2 separate regions of the Rattus norvegicus genome follow, and region 2 is linked to region 1. A link is a contact called in public Hi-C data. All regions are on one chromosome and are shown on one strand. The core of a region is the stretch at or near the end of the contact, and the rest is flanking DNA. Distances in the headings are between cores, read along the strand shown.

The links. A called contact is a pair of places that touch in the nucleus more often than the background predicts.
Region 2: a contact with region 1 is called in a Hi-C map of Schwann cells, with 2.6 times the contacts expected there. The contact joins two enhancer-like sites. A contact is called at or near these places in 3 of 12 Hi-C or Micro-C datasets (the Rat2 cell line, Schwann cells and psoas muscle).

What each region holds. Positions count from the first base shown.
Region 1 is chr1:180,130,884-180,135,587 of GRCr8, reverse strand. No RefSeq gene overlaps it. Among named protein-coding and RNA genes, the nearest start is that of Pik3c2a, 15 kb to the right of the region's middle. Within about 2 kb of position 2,262, at least 11 of the 93 cell types and tissues checked have an H3K27ac peak or open chromatin away from gene starts, as enhancers often do. A contact at or near this core is called in Schwann cells, where this site is marked.
Region 2 is chr1:180,211,056-180,215,759 of GRCr8, reverse strand. Nucb2 (nucleobindin 2) reads right to left here. Exons shown (of 14, transcript NM_021663.2): 11 at 913-1,002. Among named protein-coding and RNA genes, the nearest start is that of Nucb2, 28 kb to the right of the region's middle. Within about 2 kb of position 2,564, at least 13 of the 93 cell types and tissues checked have an H3K27ac peak or open chromatin away from gene starts, as enhancers often do. A contact at or near this core is called in Schwann cells, where this site is marked.

The DNA of each region.
Region 1 (4,704 bases), core at 1,013-3,512:
CCTTGGAATAATGAGGGTGAGAAGATGTCAAGACACTAGAAACAGGACATGGCCACTTATGTGACTCCCAGTTCCCTTTTTACCTCCGTGACCACCAACAAAACACACACAAACAGAGACATGTGGCCCCTTCATCCAGCACCTTTTGTTGTTCTGTTTCTTAGCGTTGGTTTTTGTTCATTTTCTTTTTAATCAACTGACCTGGCTCCCCCTGCTGGATAGAAAACAGTACAAAATATAAATCACTTTATAAATCAATCCATAATACAGTGGTAAGAAAACAAAGCCCGTGGTAGCACTGAGACTCTTATCAGAGATGACAGACTGTGACTTGGTTGTGACTATGACACTCTGAAATCTCTGTGATGACTGGCTACGTAACAATCAAATTACCTCATGTTTTTGGAGGCAGAGGTGTGGCTTTGAAGTCAAAGTTCAGAACTATAGACAAGGAAACTCAGAGCATAAAGTCAGCCCTGGTGCCAGTAGTGTCCTGAGAGTCTGGCTGAGTTGTCTCTTGACTAGTTTTTTATCTGCATCGAGGCCATCAATGTGCTGCCAGCTTCTCATTGCCATTCAGTTACTTGAGTCGGGTCAGCCATCAGTGGAGACTAGAGAATCTGCACACTACTGCCTGTCTCCGTCCCACGATTTGAGGGTGTTTTGAGGAGACGTGGAGGTTATCTATGTCATTTACTATGGTGCCTGACTTACTATAAACTCTCAACCAATACTCCACCATTTTCCTAGTCACCACTGACTCTATGAGGAACTCAAGGTTATTTTCAAGCCTGAGAGATGACGTTTATAAGATGTCCAGCCTACACTGGCTTGTCTGCAACATGAGAAGTACAAAGTCCTGTTTACATTCCATCACAATTTCTTACCAGTAAGCCTAGCACATAAACCGTGTTCTCAAGGAAATTCATTCTAGTCTTTAAAAAAACGTAAAGTGTGTGTGTGTGTGTGTGTGTGTGTGTGCGTGTATGCAATATGTGTGCAAGTGCTTGTGCCATGGTATATGTGTCAGTCAGAGGACAGGACAATTTGCAGCAGTCAGTTATTTTCTCTGTGAGTTCAAGGCCAGCCTAGTCTACAGAGCAAGTTACAGGATAGCCAAGACTACACAAAGAAACCCAAAACAGAAAAACAAACAAACGAACAAAAAAAAAAAAAAAAGCCCAGTGTGGTGGCTTGTGCTTGTAATTCCAGTGCTGGCAAAGCAGACACAAGCAGATCTCTGGGGCTTGCCAGCCAATTTAGCCAAACATGAGATCTCCAGGACAATAAAGAGAAGCGAGGTAGATGGCACATGGGAAACAACGTAGGTACACACATACACTCACACACACACAAAGTGCATAGATATGCATTTGAAGTATGCTGTAAAGCCAGGTATGAGGGTATGAGCCTGTAATTTCAGTATGTGGTAGGTGGAGGCAGAGGACAGGAATTCAAGGCTAGTCTTACTATACAGAAAATTTGAGGCCAGAGTGGGTTGTACAAATCCTTATCTCACAACAATAATAACAAAAATCAGGAAGAGGAAAATATACTTCCCATGATTTGAAATCACTGGTTTGCATTTTGCCTAATTGATGATTACTGCCCAGCTCATAAAAGCTAGCTCTGGGGCTGGAGAGACGGCTCGGCGGTTAAGAGCACTGACTGCTCTTCCAGAGGTCCTGAGTTCAATTCCCAGGAACCACATGGTGGCTCACAGCCATCTGTAATGGGATCTGATGGTGTCTCTCTCTTCTGGTGTGTCTGAAGACAGCTACAGTGTACTCACATCCACCACCACCATCACCGTCGTCGTCGTCGTCGTCGTCGTCGTCGTCGCCATCATCATCATCATCATCATCATCATCATCATAAATCTTTAAAAAAAATGTTAGCTCTGTTCTACTGCCTCTTCTCCACCTTTTCTTGCCCTTGGAGTGGGGGAGGAAAGACTTCGGGAAGCCTTCAAGTTCAACTTACAAAGTACAGATTCCCAAAGAAAAAGAAAGTCTGCATGTACAGCATATGAACATGCAGAAATGCCCAGTGGTGAGCCTCTCAGGAGAGCGGTGGATCTCTGTGGGCTTGAGGCCAGGCTAGTCAAATAGCAAACTCCAGGGTGACCAGTGTTTCCCAGTGAGACCCTGTCTCAAAAAAAGGTGGGGAGTCAGGAGAGAGCTAAGGGCTGCCAAGGACAGAACGCTCCAGCACTCCAAGCAGAGCAGCCAGCACTCCAAGCAGAGCAGCAAGTGTGGAGCTTCCTGGAAGATTTGGCAAAACAGAGCGGAAGGAGTGGGAAACAGCTTAGAAAGAGGCAGGGAGGGAGGCCTCTGCATGGGTGAAGGAATGTGAGAATCCATACAAGCATGAATTCCAACATCAAACTGAGTTTTATGAGATACTCGGTGACAGTGTTTGAGACAGCTAGCTCTGTGCCTTCTGTTTAGAAGGCTCTAACAGTTTATATGGAATAAATCAAATGGTTCAAGTAATTGGGGTGGAAGTGAAAAGACAAGCAGAGGTGGAGTAAATTGACGCTAGCCAGTGTGATACCGGAAACAGTCCTTATCAATAGCTAAACCTAGGCTATATTCCATTCTGATCTTCTGGGGAGGATAAAAATGGAAAATCCCAACAATAATGGAAGTCAGTGAACCCATGACAACAATGAAGTCATTCTTAAGGGAAATACAGCTTCCTGGTAACAAGACCTGAGAGAAACGGTCCCTGTTATGAGTCACTCTGACACAATGGCCAAAGTCTCAAGAACATTCCTATAATACACACGATGCTAACAGAACACTTTCAGCTCCAGAAACAAATGCTACAAGATTCTGAGGGCTAACTCTCATATCTAATTTCATGCTACATATGAGGAATAGTGTTCTGAATATCAAGCAAAATCCCTGGGTTTACTACCCTTTGAGGAACCACTAAGGAATATTGAGTAAACTACAGTAAAAATCTGAACTTCTCTGGAGAGAGAGAGAGAGAGAGAGAGAGAGAGAGAGAGAGAGAATATGAATATGCAGATGATTCTTGCTTCCAAATAACCACGGGCTTGACAGTCCGTGGAGCTGAAGGTAGGATGACAGCCCCTCAGACCAATGACTAGCCTAGCTGTGTGGCAACCAGAAAGAAAGACCATTCTACTGCCATTTAGATCTGGGTATAAACCGTTTATAAGTATGGCTGGGTATGGTGGCTCACTATAGGTTTGAAAAAAACTGAATGGCAATATGACATTGCTTGGCTGTGTGGTACATACAGGTAATCCCAGTAGCCAGGAAGCAGAGACTGGGTGATTGCCCTAAGTTCAAGGCCAGTCTAGTCTACATAGAGAGTTTGAGGTCAGTCAAAGTTACATAGCAAGACCTCATCTCAAAAAAAAATACTACCACTGCTATTAATATGATGATCCAAGAGACCCAGAAATATATTGAAGCCCTACAAACATAGGGGTGTAGGCCACAACACTGTAGATAGTAGCATAACTGTGAAATCACTTAAAGCGAGAGCCTGAGTAGTCAGAAGAAACAAGTTTATGGGACCATTTGTAATCCCAGTGAGAGCTAACATGAACTGAAAGTTCACTTTGTGCCAGAAGCTGGCCAAAGCATTTTCTGTACATCTGATTGACTGATTGATTGATTGATTGGTCGATTGGAGTCAATTTCACAGGAAGAGAATCTGAGTGTGGGGCAAGTAGAACCCTTTCACTAGACAGAAAAAAAAAAATGGTAAGGTTGAGCAGCTTAAGGAACCCTGGCAATTCTCAAAATTGAGAAAGGTAGGCATTTGCATCTTCTCCCCAGCCAGTTCCTGTTCTGGAACACGTGACCACAACACCTCAATAAGAGGACCATGACAGCTGGTCACAGCTTAGAGCCCAGAGTTCTCCGTGCTAATAAAGTATCTAGATGGGCCTGCCTGAGGGTTTAGCCAATAAGCTTCCCTTCCCAGACATTCCTTCCTACAAAAAGTATTTAATCTCTGGTGTTCCCTGACTAAGTCATATGCATCCATTTTTCCACCATAAATAAACAGTTTGGACAAGCAAGGACTATCTCTTTCATCAAGAATCACTGTGGGTGGGGGGCTTCCTTACAGAGCTGTACCTCCTAGGATCATCTCAGGCCGGAGGACCCCCTGTTCTCGATGCCTTATGGTTCCCAGCGGTATCTGGATGCCCAGGAGTTAGAGAACCACAGCCTGGGCCCTAGCTCTCCTGTTTCTCACCCAGAGGAACATAAGTTGGGGCCCCTATCTTAGGCTGTGTTCTTCCTCCCGAGAGTGGCTGTTGGGAGTGCCACAACTTTACGTAGCCTAGTGCCCCGTGTTTCATGTTTCCATCTCAGCACCCCAGTGGGGAGGCGAAATGCTGACCCACATCTGAGCACTGGAAACGTAAAACTCTCTTCTTGTATTTGTTTTTATTTTTATGTAGGTGTTGGGGATTGAACTGAGAGTGTCATCTAGACTACAAAAGCACTTAGCTTCCAATTTTTATCCCCCAATCCCAAATACTTTCTTGACTCTGTTGGCATCCCACTGTGTGCTAGCTGCTCTAATGATAAACTTTATGATCCCAGTGACCGGACACAGCAGATGTTTTCCTCACACAAACCCAATAAAAAGTCAAGGTGCTGTCTTTAGAATATCACATCACATCACTCCAAGGCTTCTAGTTTCTATCCCAAG
Region 2 (4,704 bases), core at 1,315-3,814, 80 kb before region 1:
GACTTTCCTACTTACACCCCAATTCCCAAAATAATGACCCCTAGATTAAATTATTTAGGAATAAATGCCCAGATAAGCTTGATCTTGTTTCCCAACTAGCTCATAACTTAATCAATATGTTTATTCTATTCTATGAATGCCACATTGCTGGTTACCTCTCCTCAGTTTTATGTATCTGTCTCCTCAGAGTTCCGGGAGAATCTCTTCCTGCACCTAACTCTATCCCAGAGTCCTCTCTTCCTACAAGAATCCCCGCCTATTACTTCCTTCCTTATGCTAATAGGCCACCAGCTTTTTATTGACAGGTGATGCTTCCACACACTGCACAATAGATTCTCTCTACAGTAAAGACAGCTCAGCGGGTCCTTTAATTTATTCTTAAAATGTACCTATGTTTTAAATTTTCAGTGGCAATTTTATATTTAGCAAATGTCTACTTTTAAAAAGATTTCTAATTTGAGGGCTAGGGAGATAACTCAGCAGTTAGGAGCCCTGGTCACTCTTGCAAAGGACCCAAGTTTGGTCCCTGGCACTCACATGGTGGCTCACAATGGTCTGTAACTCTAGCTCCAGGAAACTGGATACTCCTTTTCCACCTCCTCAGGCACCAACCATGCACAGGGTATACATATATACATACAGCCACTTATACATACGCATAAAATAAAAATAAATGAAGCCTTTTTACAAAAAAAGAGTTCTAATTTTACATAGTATAATCATAAAAAAGATTTATTGCTAGAACGTTTTCCAAGGAGACAAGGAACTATTATTTTATAGTGGCATTTTATGTCAAACATGAATACTGTAGAATTACACAAACAAACATAATGAGGAGTGACAGTTAAAGGCGGGACACAGTGGTGCAGAGCTTCTAGGACCACACGTCCCTCTAAAGTCGGGTCTTCTTACCTCCCAGCTATCGGGCTCCAAGAATTCTTTCTTCTCTGTGGCTCTCAAGAATTCCTCCAGAGTCACCAATCGGTCTTTGTTGTTATCAATCTGATTAAAGGAAAATATAAAAGCAACATAAATAAATCTTCCATATTTTTTAAAGTATAAATCTTCTTAGGAATGCCACTTTGCAAACATTCAGCTATTAGGAACAGGTTAATGTACACAAAAACAGGAAGGAGAATAGAAGGACTCTGTTTTCATCGCATAAAGAAACACACATCTTCCTCTTCTATCGGAATTAAAACCTGGAAATGTAAGCTGTCCATCCACCTGATATGCTGTAGCCCAAGACCAAGTCAGGAATCTGCCTGGTTAGGTTGTTATGGCCAATGCCTTCACCACAATAAACATAATCCAGCTAGACCCAAGTGCTTAGGCAAGAAAACCCACCACTCAGAAACAGCTGTAAAGGCCAAGAATAAAGCAGGTAAGATTGAGATGCTCAACTACTGCTTTTCTCAGGCATGGGGCTATGCTTTCCGAGGTGGGGCCTCGGTATATATGGATCTGGCTATGAAGTCCTCTGCCTCTGCCTATCAAGTGCTGAGATTAGAGGCAGTGTGGTGGTCTGAAGGAGAATGGTTCCCATAGCTCATATATTTGGAAGCTTTGTCATCAGGGAGGGCATCAGTGGCACTATTTGAGAAGGACTAGGAGCCGTGGCTGTTTTGGAGTAGGTGTGGCCTTGTTGGAGGAAGTGTGTCACTAGGAGTGGGCTTTGAGGTTTCAAAAGCCCAAGCCAGGCCCAGTGTCTCACTCTTTCTGCCTGTAGATCATGATGTAACTCTATTACTTGTCCCACACCATGCTACAGTGCCATTATGCTCTCTGCCGTGACCACACACACACACACACACACACACACACACACACACACTGTCTTGGCCATGGTGTCTCTTCAAAGTAACAGAGAAGTGACTAAGACAGCATGTACCACCACACTTGCCTTGTTCAACTCTTTTTTTAAAAAAAGGAATATACCTAAAGCACACTACAGACATCTAAGCAGAAGTCAATGGCCTCTCTAAGTCCTCTCCAGTGCACAGTGTACAGTTCTTGGCAAACTCAGTTACAATGGTGAACTTTAACGATCAAAAACAAATTCATGTGACCCTCAGGCTATGACAGGGTCTTGGTTGGCAGTCCAGGCAAACCTCCACTCTACAGGGGCCTCAGTTCAGCACTGAAAGAGCAACATTCCTGTGGATATCACTGAAGCCAAACAGCAGCTACCCTGGGGCTAGAGAGAAGGCTCAGCACTTAAGAGCATTTACTGTACTTGAAGAAGCCTGGGGTTCAACTCCCAGAACCCTCTTGGTGGCTCACAACTTCCTGTGCTTCTACTTCCGGGCTGTAGAGCACGTGGGCTGATAGAGGGTGTCACGGTCACCCAAGGACTGAATAGAGCAGGAAGGTGAACACGGCCAAGCACAGGCCCAGCCACTGCCACATTCATACAGAGGATTCCAGGGACTTGAAGACGACGGTGTGAACTGTACCAGAGTGCCAAGTGCTACAAGGCCGCACTGCATTGGCCAGCACAGGGCTGCCCAGACCAGATAGCCTTCACTGGGACAATCAGCACGGGTTATGGAGACAATAAAAGACCACGTCTGCCCTCTAGTGGAAGGAGTGATCCAGTACAGAGATGAAACCAGGCCCAAGAGATTCAGGGGAATCAACAGCAGAAGGGTCTTTGAAGAGAGACACCAGCACTCTTCAGGGCTTTCAACAGGAGCACCAACCATGACTGATTACCCACATAGCAGATACAAGGCAAAATGAACGGGCAGAGAGGAAGAGGGCCTGGAGGATTTGGTGGGAAAGATGGGTGATTCTCTTGGTTGCCCCTTTGTAGGACACTGGAAGGAAGGGAAGAGGAAGAAGGGCATCTTGAGGTTTTAAGAACAAAGAATAAGAATGGGAATAAGAATGGGGAAGTTAATGGACCAGGGATTAGGAAGCCAGGCAGGGCCTCCTAGGGATCTGGGTTCACAGCCTGGAACTAGTGAGTCAGTGAGCTTGCTTTTGTGTTAGTCTCCGCCCTGCGTCTCTGTTCCAGTATGGGGGCAGAGGGGTGAGTCGGGGTGCACATCAGGGTTGCACACTTGGACAAACACTGTGCTGAGGCACCTGCCCTGCTCACCCCTGCCAGTCACTTAACAACAGTACTTAACAGGGTGCTGCTTTTAGAATCCAAGTCATGGGAGAAAGAAAAACTCAAAAGTAAAATTTTGAAAAAGTCAGTTGCTCTAAAAGACAGATGGCTCCAGCTGTATATATAGCAGAGGATGGCCTTATCAGCATCAACGGGAGGGGAGGCCCTTGGTCCTGTGAAGGCTCGATGCCCCAGTGTAGGGGAATGGTGGGGCGGTGAGGTAGGAGTGGGTGGGTGGGGGAGCACTCTCACAGAAGCAGGGGGAGGGGGTATTAGATTGGGGGGTTGCCAAGGGAAACCAGGAAAGGAGAGAACATTTGAAATGTAAATAAATAAAATATCCAATTTAAAAAAAGACAAATTAAACTTCAGGTCTCTGTGATGGTTTGTGTTGTGGAGGGCTCTACATCGCTCCCTGCAGCTCAGCATGTGCTTAGACAGCCCATGAGAGGTGCCACTGTCTCCTCACTGACTGTGGAGACACTTGAGGCAGAGGGAAGTGAGCAGACCTGGGGCCTGGCATGGCTGGGCATCAGTCTTATACCCTCCGTGAATGGGCCTTGGGCAGCTTATGCTCCTGTGTCATCCAGGGAGAGGACACTCTGAAGCCTGGGAATATAGGACTCCAAGGAGCCAAACCACTCTAGGCCCAGCCTTAGCTGAGCAGTCCTACCTTCCTATACCCCTGAGGCTTATGGACGGCAAGCAAGATGTAAAATTTGTTGTCGTAATTAGTAAAGAACTTGGGAGATTTCTTAGTATAAGCTGAGTATCCATTATCTAAAATGTGTGGGACCAGAAGTGGTTTCATATTTTAGATTTTTTAATTAATTCATTTTGGATTTAATCTCAGCACATGGGAGGTACTTGCAGGAGGATCTCTGTGAGTTTGAGACCAGCCTGGTCTACAAAGAGAGTTCTGGGACACCAGAGCTACACAAAGAAGCCCTGTCTCAAACCCTGCCCCCCCCCAAGAAATTTTTGAGATATTTGCACATACATAATGGTATCTTGGGATGGGACCAATTAAATAGGAAGTGGAACTATTAGCCTTTTTGGCTAGGTGTGGCTTTGTAGGAGGAAGTCATCACTAGGGGGTAGGCTTTGAAGTCTCAGACGCTCAAGCCTGGCCCATGTGTCACTGTCAGTTCCTGTTGCCTGCCAGTCCAGATGTAGAAGCCTCAGCTTCTCCAGCACCATGTCTGCGTGCACACCACCATGATGACAATGGACTAAACCTCTGAACTGTAAGCCAGATCCAAGTAAATGTTGTCCTTTATAAGAGTTACCTTGGTTATGTTATCTCTTCACAGCAATGAAACCCTAACTAAGACAGAGCCCTAAATAAAACTGATTTATGGTTTATATATACAATTTATACATACAGCTTGAAGGCTTGTATACAATAAATAACTTGGTGCATGAAACATGAAAATTCATGGGATAGGCTTTCCCATGTCTTGCACCTTGATCAGTGACCAAAAAGTGTTGAATTTTGAAGCATTTTGGGTTTCTGATAAGGGCTTTTCAACCCTATAAAAGCTTATGTACATTTAAAAGATATTAACATAATTGTTTCTTCACTACCC